2 separate regions of the Sparus aurata genome follow, and region 1 is linked to region 2. Evidence: chromatin contacts called from public Hi-C data. All regions are on one chromosome and are shown on one strand. The core of a region is the stretch at or near the end of the contact, and the rest is flanking DNA. Distances in the headings are between cores, read along the strand shown.

The links. A called contact is a pair of places that touch in the nucleus more often than the background predicts.
Region 1: a Hi-C map of skeletal muscle shows a contact between it and region 2, with 15 times the contacts expected there. The contact joins the promoter of mrpl23 here to the promoter of igf2b in region 2. A contact is called at or near these places in 2 of 2 Hi-C or Micro-C datasets (skeletal muscle and an unstated tissue).

What each region holds. Positions count from the first base shown.
Region 1 is chr8:5,011,549-5,014,616 of fSpaAur1.1, forward strand. mrpl23 (mitochondrial ribosomal protein L23) reads right to left here and starts at 1,475. Exons shown (of 5, transcript XM_030426925.1): 1 at 1,324-1,475; 2 at 143-265. The coding sequence starts at 1,343.
Region 2 is chr8:4,874,622-4,877,790 of fSpaAur1.1, forward strand. It overlaps igf2b (insulin-like growth factor 2b), which reads left to right and starts at 1,633. Exons shown (of 4, transcript XM_030425968.1): 1 at 1,633-1,873; 2 at 2,881-3,031. The coding sequence starts at 1,799.

The DNA of each region.
Region 1 (3,068 bases), core at 225-2,724, 140 kb after region 2:
GGTGGAGCTTGATGACGAGCTCATCATTTGAATAAGGTGTGTTAAAGCTGGGAAAAATCTTATGCATGCAGGTGAGGGGGGCCCCCAGAAAAACACTGATCAAAGGGGATGGATGTGTGAACAAACACAAGAAAAGCCTTACTCCATTGGGATGCGAAACTGGGCAGTGTCAGGAGGCTGCTCTTTCCCCGGTCTCACCAGCGTCAGGAACCAGTTGGGTCTGAAGATCCTCAGCTGAGGGTTACCCAGCTGGTAGAGAGGGTATCTGAGAGGAGAGGTGAACAGCTGTCATAAACAGTGTTTCATACAATCACACTGAAACTTCGGAAGATGTTAAAGCTGCACAAGTGATCAGGCAGAATTGTACAGTGCATTTTTTTGTTTTAGATGCTAAAGTCGTCAGTTGACAGAGTTGATAAAGACGGAGCTGTTTCAAAGAGAGCTTTGTAATAAAAAACACAGGAATTTAAACCACATATAAGGGAGGCCATCAGTCCTACTATTATTCACCAGCTTGACAAAAATGTGTCTGTGTGCTTTCAGTGCCGAACAAGGAAGAGAGTTTATCAGAACTTTTTAATTTTCATCACATGACCTGGTTCAACGGTTTATTTGTTTATAACTTCTCTGATTTGCTTTTGTATGTTTTTTGCCCTGTGATGATGCAGTGTTCCCAGATATGAGCAAAGTTACATAAACCTGGAATTATCCTATAAACTCGTTTTGAGCCTGTCAAGCATCATCACATCACTGACAAATATGTGTTAATGATGACATGACACGGGGGATAAAACATTATTTATGATTGTAGCATCATGGGCTAGTCTAAAGTAGCAAACTTTATCTTGGAGCTGGTTTGAATTCCTTAAACAATGAATATGTGCTGATGCAGTTTATATTTACAGACACAGGTGAGTTACTTCACTATCTACCGATCATTAACAGCTCCACTACAACCTGTCATAGCAACGTACATAGTTACTGCACCACGACACTAGCTGCATGTTGACGGCAGTTTGTTTGTAGCATAGCTAGCCACCGCTGGCTATGTTCGTGTCGTGTAACACCATCTAAGAGTGAGTTATAGAGTTAAACAAATACAATGCGCACCGACAGAAGTGTATAATAAGTGAAAACAACGTTTACCAAAGGCTACATTCAGGCATGCAGGGTAACTAAGAGGCGGATACATGCTAACGTTAGCTGTGTTTGCTAGCTTACAGAATCACCAGAAAAGCGGAATAACAACGACACAGTCTCTAGTTGAGGCGTCGTTTGGGGGTAATTACACCAAGAAATGGAAAGAAAAGGCTCGATACTCACAGAAGTCTTGTTACAGGCATCGCTGGAGCGGTTTGTTGTGAACCATAAGCTACCAGCTAGCTGTTTTGTAGTCTTTTCAAGGTTGTCAAACGCTGTGCTGCACGTGCGTAGATGTACTTCCGGTAGCACTCGCACGGCGCAGGCGCACTGGAGTTTGCTCCATGCCCTTGAAGAACAGTTCACAGCCCAGAGGCATGGATTTATATAAATGGACTCCATGTCCACTGTAGGTATTTATATAGTTATATGTTTTATCCATTAAATCTCAGTGATAAGGCAGCAATGGAGTATTTACAATCTGAATAACTACCAAGTCATATCCTGTTATAAAGGCAGGGTGCAATAAATCAGAGGACAGTGGCTAAAGATTTAGAACAGCAGCACAGTAGTTTCTCAATATTCTGATAATATCTAACTATTGGGTTATATTTAAAGGCATGCCACCAATTGGTCTTTGTTAATTACAAGATTCAAGTTAAACCTTCTTACCAGTACACAAATTAACCAGTTAGTGGTAGTAAGAGTACAGTAAACAGGACTGATAATAATGCGGTGCTGTTATATCAACCCGCTGCCATTAAAGTAAATCTGCAGAGTGTTTCTCACACCCATTAATTCTCTCTCCTTTTCGGAAGAATTGGTCCAAGTAGCACTCTGAGGCAAGTGTTTGATGGACCGTAGATCACATCTCGTTTTGTTTGCACACTTTTATTAGTAATCCTGAATTATGATTTAATCTTGCCATTAAAAAAAAGTGTTTTATACACATACACATACAGAATATGGACATCTTTGCCTTCACTTCATGAGTAAAAACAATTCAGACATTGACACATTGTTTATATTTATTATAGCTGGATTGATGAAGTGATAGATACTCAGTCAATAGATAGACATTTAGTGCCTTGTCATCCAGAATTTTTTTATTCTTAAAGACATTATATCTCTTACTCCAGGGTGCAATATTGGGACCAACTGCTTTGATTTCCTCGTTCGACAACAACTGAGTTCCCTCTCTTAAAAGTGGCTGTCTGTTTTGGGAACGCCGGGCACATGTGACGAGACAGCAGCAGAGGGAGACCTCGTACCATGTCTCCTGCAGACCCTGTGCCCCGGAGTCTGACCTGACCTCACACCCACTACGGTGTGCCTGCAGCAGGGGTAAGAATGATTGAAGGCCCCCTGAGTGGAACATGAGTCCCTGGCTCAGCTGGTTCAGACCTGGCAGGAAATGGACCACACTGACAGCCAGGGAGGGAAGTTTCCATCAGTTAAGATGCCATGGAGTGTGTGTGTGTGTGTGTGTGTGTGTGCAGATGGCAGTTAGGCATTTGATTATTATGCAGTTGTTGTAATGTTTACCAGTTGCTGCAGGTATTCAAAACGCTGTCAGAGTGTCTTTCCGTCCCTACAGTTGTTCAGCTGAGTTTTTATCCACATTCTTAGCCAATCAGATATTCTCTACCATCCGTTCATTGGTTGTTTACTTGTTTGTCTCTTGGAACGGGTTCATCTGACAGCTGATATGAGAGTGTACTGGAGATTCATAGAGGTGGTGAGGTAAAGGCTGAAAAGTTTCTTTCAAAGCATATACTGTACCGTGCTTTGCCAACTGCATATTAAAACATAAAAACATTAGATTGTTCAATAAGATAAATTATTAACTTAAATTGAATTCCATTAGCTCCAAAATCCATGATTCAACCATCACAGAGAGTGTTTTCTAAAGAAGGCAATTTGCAAAT
Region 2 (3,169 bases), core at 383-2,882:
ATCGTGTATGTGAGATCATTAGATATTTGACAGTGAAGCATCAGCGTGTGAGAAGCGTGTTACAGGTTTAGATGCTGCAGGTGGAGTTTGTTCAAACTACTGATCCGACGATGGGAGAGGAAATAATTAAAACCAGAGTTCTGATACACAAATCTGTCTCCAGTTTTTGGACGTTTTCTCTGATTCTCAAGTTTTTTTGGGGGAGAAACTGGATCGTTTATTAGAAATGAAACCATGAGGGAAGTTCAAAGGGGAAAGTTGTTGACAATGTGTCGATACAGAACCTCAAACCTGTGCAGCCAGCGGTCCAGGCCGGGAGTGTTTTGGTTAATAGCACGGGAGCTTTTGGACCGGGCCTGGGCTAGCTGGTTAGCATCGCTAACTTCAACATCAAAACTGTCATTTCTTCACATTCTGTTGTTCATTTCTGAGTATTTTCAACTAAAACTCAAACATACTGCAGCTTTAAGTGCAGCACATGACTCTATGTGCTTTCTATCACTGTGTTTAAAGATAATAATGTCCATTAATGGCACATACAAGCTCACCTCCACCTCTTTATACACACTGTTAGAAGACAACAAAGGAAGGTAGCTCTCCTTCACCTGAGAGGACAAACCTCGGGGAGCTCGTCCGGACAGAGCTCCTGGTGGTCAGCTTGTGGATCGGGTCCCTGGTCCCTCCAAAACCTGCAGAGCTGAGAGCCAAGAGACAAAACAAGCAGAGGTTCAGCACCCGGACCACTAGGTGTCAGTGTGAGTCTGAGGACACGGTCCACATCCTCACCTCCTGCACAACACTCACTTATATAAGGGCGCCCTCCTTCAGTCTCACACAGAAACGCAGCTTACTTTCACACTTTCACACAATTTTAATTTTAATTTTTTGTGTTTTCTGCTCCTTTGACAGGACACTCAGCACCATCCGCCCTGCAGGACTCATTGATCCGCTCTGTTATCAATATTAATGTTCAGCTTGTGAGAAAGCACAACGTCATCTCTTTTCTTCATCACTTCCTCCTGCCTCTTCATCACATGATGCAGCATTTCTTTGCATTGACACTTGATATTCCTGCTGCAGTCAGTCAGTCAGTGCTGCTGCTGCATCCTCCTCCTCCTCCTCCTGGATCAACCCCACTCCATGCTCCCCTTCAGGAGGGGCGAGCCTCTGACCCCTGTGACTAACACCTCCACCTGAGTCAAGAGCAGCCCCCCCCTCCTCCTCCTCCACCTCCACCTCCTCCTCCTCCAGCACCTCAGCCACACTCCTTCCACTCCTGAACGCTCGTCTTAATTACAGCAGGGCGGAGACATTGACATTTTTCTTGGAGTCTGAGGAATTACGTCTATTCTTGTTCTTGTCTGCGTCCCTGTGTGTAAACATTGTGATTGTAGGTTACAGTGCGTAAACGTGGAAAATGCCTATGGAATTGTTCCATATTTTGTGACTCTCACTCTCTCCCTCTCCTTTTTTTTCTCTCCTTTTTTTTTTTTGCCTTTTCTCCCTTTAAGCACTTTTCCATAAAACGTCTCTGGACCATTTTTTTTTTTTTTTTTTTTACCAGCCGTGAAGAGGAGGAGCGAGGGGGTGGGGTGTGGAAGTAAGGGGCGTGTTTTGGTATATAATACCTCTCCCTGAGAAGTTTTGTTCTGTCGCCTGGTCTTTGGGACAGCCTCTCACACATCATCTCAGCCGCACCAACTGGGAAACTAACTCACCTGCAATCTCTCCAAAACCAAATAACCACCCCCCCCTCCCAACCAACCCCTCCCGACGTTTTTGACTACTGCCATCTGACATGGAGACCCAGCAAAGACACGGACGCCACTCACTTTGCCACACCTGCCGGAGGACGGAGAGCAGCAGAATGAAGGTAACCAGAGGGAACAAATAGTTTCATGCGCTCCGGGTTTTTTTTTGTGCCGTGCGGGTCTTGACAGACGTCTGGCGGGGGTTGTAACCATGTTTTTCCTCTCGTGTTGTGCGAGTGAGACACACACAGCTCAGCTCCGGGCTGAGCAGATGCACTGATCGCATCATTTTTTTTTTTTTTTTTCTCTCTTTTCCTTTTTGGACATCTCTTTTAATTCGCATGCAGCAGAGAAAGTTGAAGATGCAGACGTGACATGGAGAGCTGCGGGGAGCTGTGAAGCATTCGTGCAACAGGTTACCTGATAGGGAAGGAGGAGAGCAGAGTTTCAGGGGTGTTTTATTATCGTGTGTGTTTTTTTTTATTTTTATTTCGTTTCTTTTTTTTTGTTGGGATTCTTGATGGTGAGCCGTTCTCTGGACTCCGGGAGCAGCAAACAGCTGGTCTTTTCTGTCGGCAGATAGGGGGCGGTAGGTCTGAGGGTCAGTGAGCTCATCCCAGGGTGAGCAAGGGGAAAATAAATGCTGAGTCTGGCCTTTCGGATAGTTAACTATCGAGCAGCCGGTCTCGCAACTTTCTGGAGAGTTGTGTAAGAGCGCGTAAGGCAGAGATACCGTCTCGGTTTTTCCTCCAGAATAAGCACTTCTCCCAGGTGCGACACAGTGACAGCGGCTGATAACGGTGACGGGGGGGAGGGAGGAAGGGAGACAGGGAGGCAGGGAGGGGGGGAAGGTGGACATATGCCATCATTTGTTTTACGCAGTTAGTAGGTCAATACATCAATACGTAGAAACAGCACCTAACAGTGGAAGTCGTACATCTTGTACAATGCGTAAAGTCTGGATCCAACATCTGGCTGTCATCTGGGATTTATTACTCACAAGATTTTTTTCTTCTTCTATTTTTTCACGTTTTTTTTTTTTATTCAATGTCATCATCACTTCTGTAATGTGTGCATTTGTTGACCAGATGCTGTGTGTGTGCATGTGTGTGTGTGTGTGTGTCTGCAGGTCAAGAAGATGTCCTCGTCCAGTCGCGCGCTGCTCTTTGCGCTGGCCCTGACGCTCTACGTGGTGGAGGTGGCCTCGGCGGAGACGCTGTGTGGGGGAGAGCTGGTGGATGCGCTGCAGTTTGTCTGCGAAGACAGAGGCTTCTATTTCAGTAGGTTCCGAAAAACAAAAAAAAAAAAACCCATCACAAGTTTTTCTGCTCTCTTCTCTTTCTTTCCCTCTGCTGCTGCTGCTGCTGCTGCCGCTGCTGCTGCTCAGACGCGCACACATCTGTTTGGATAGCTGAGGC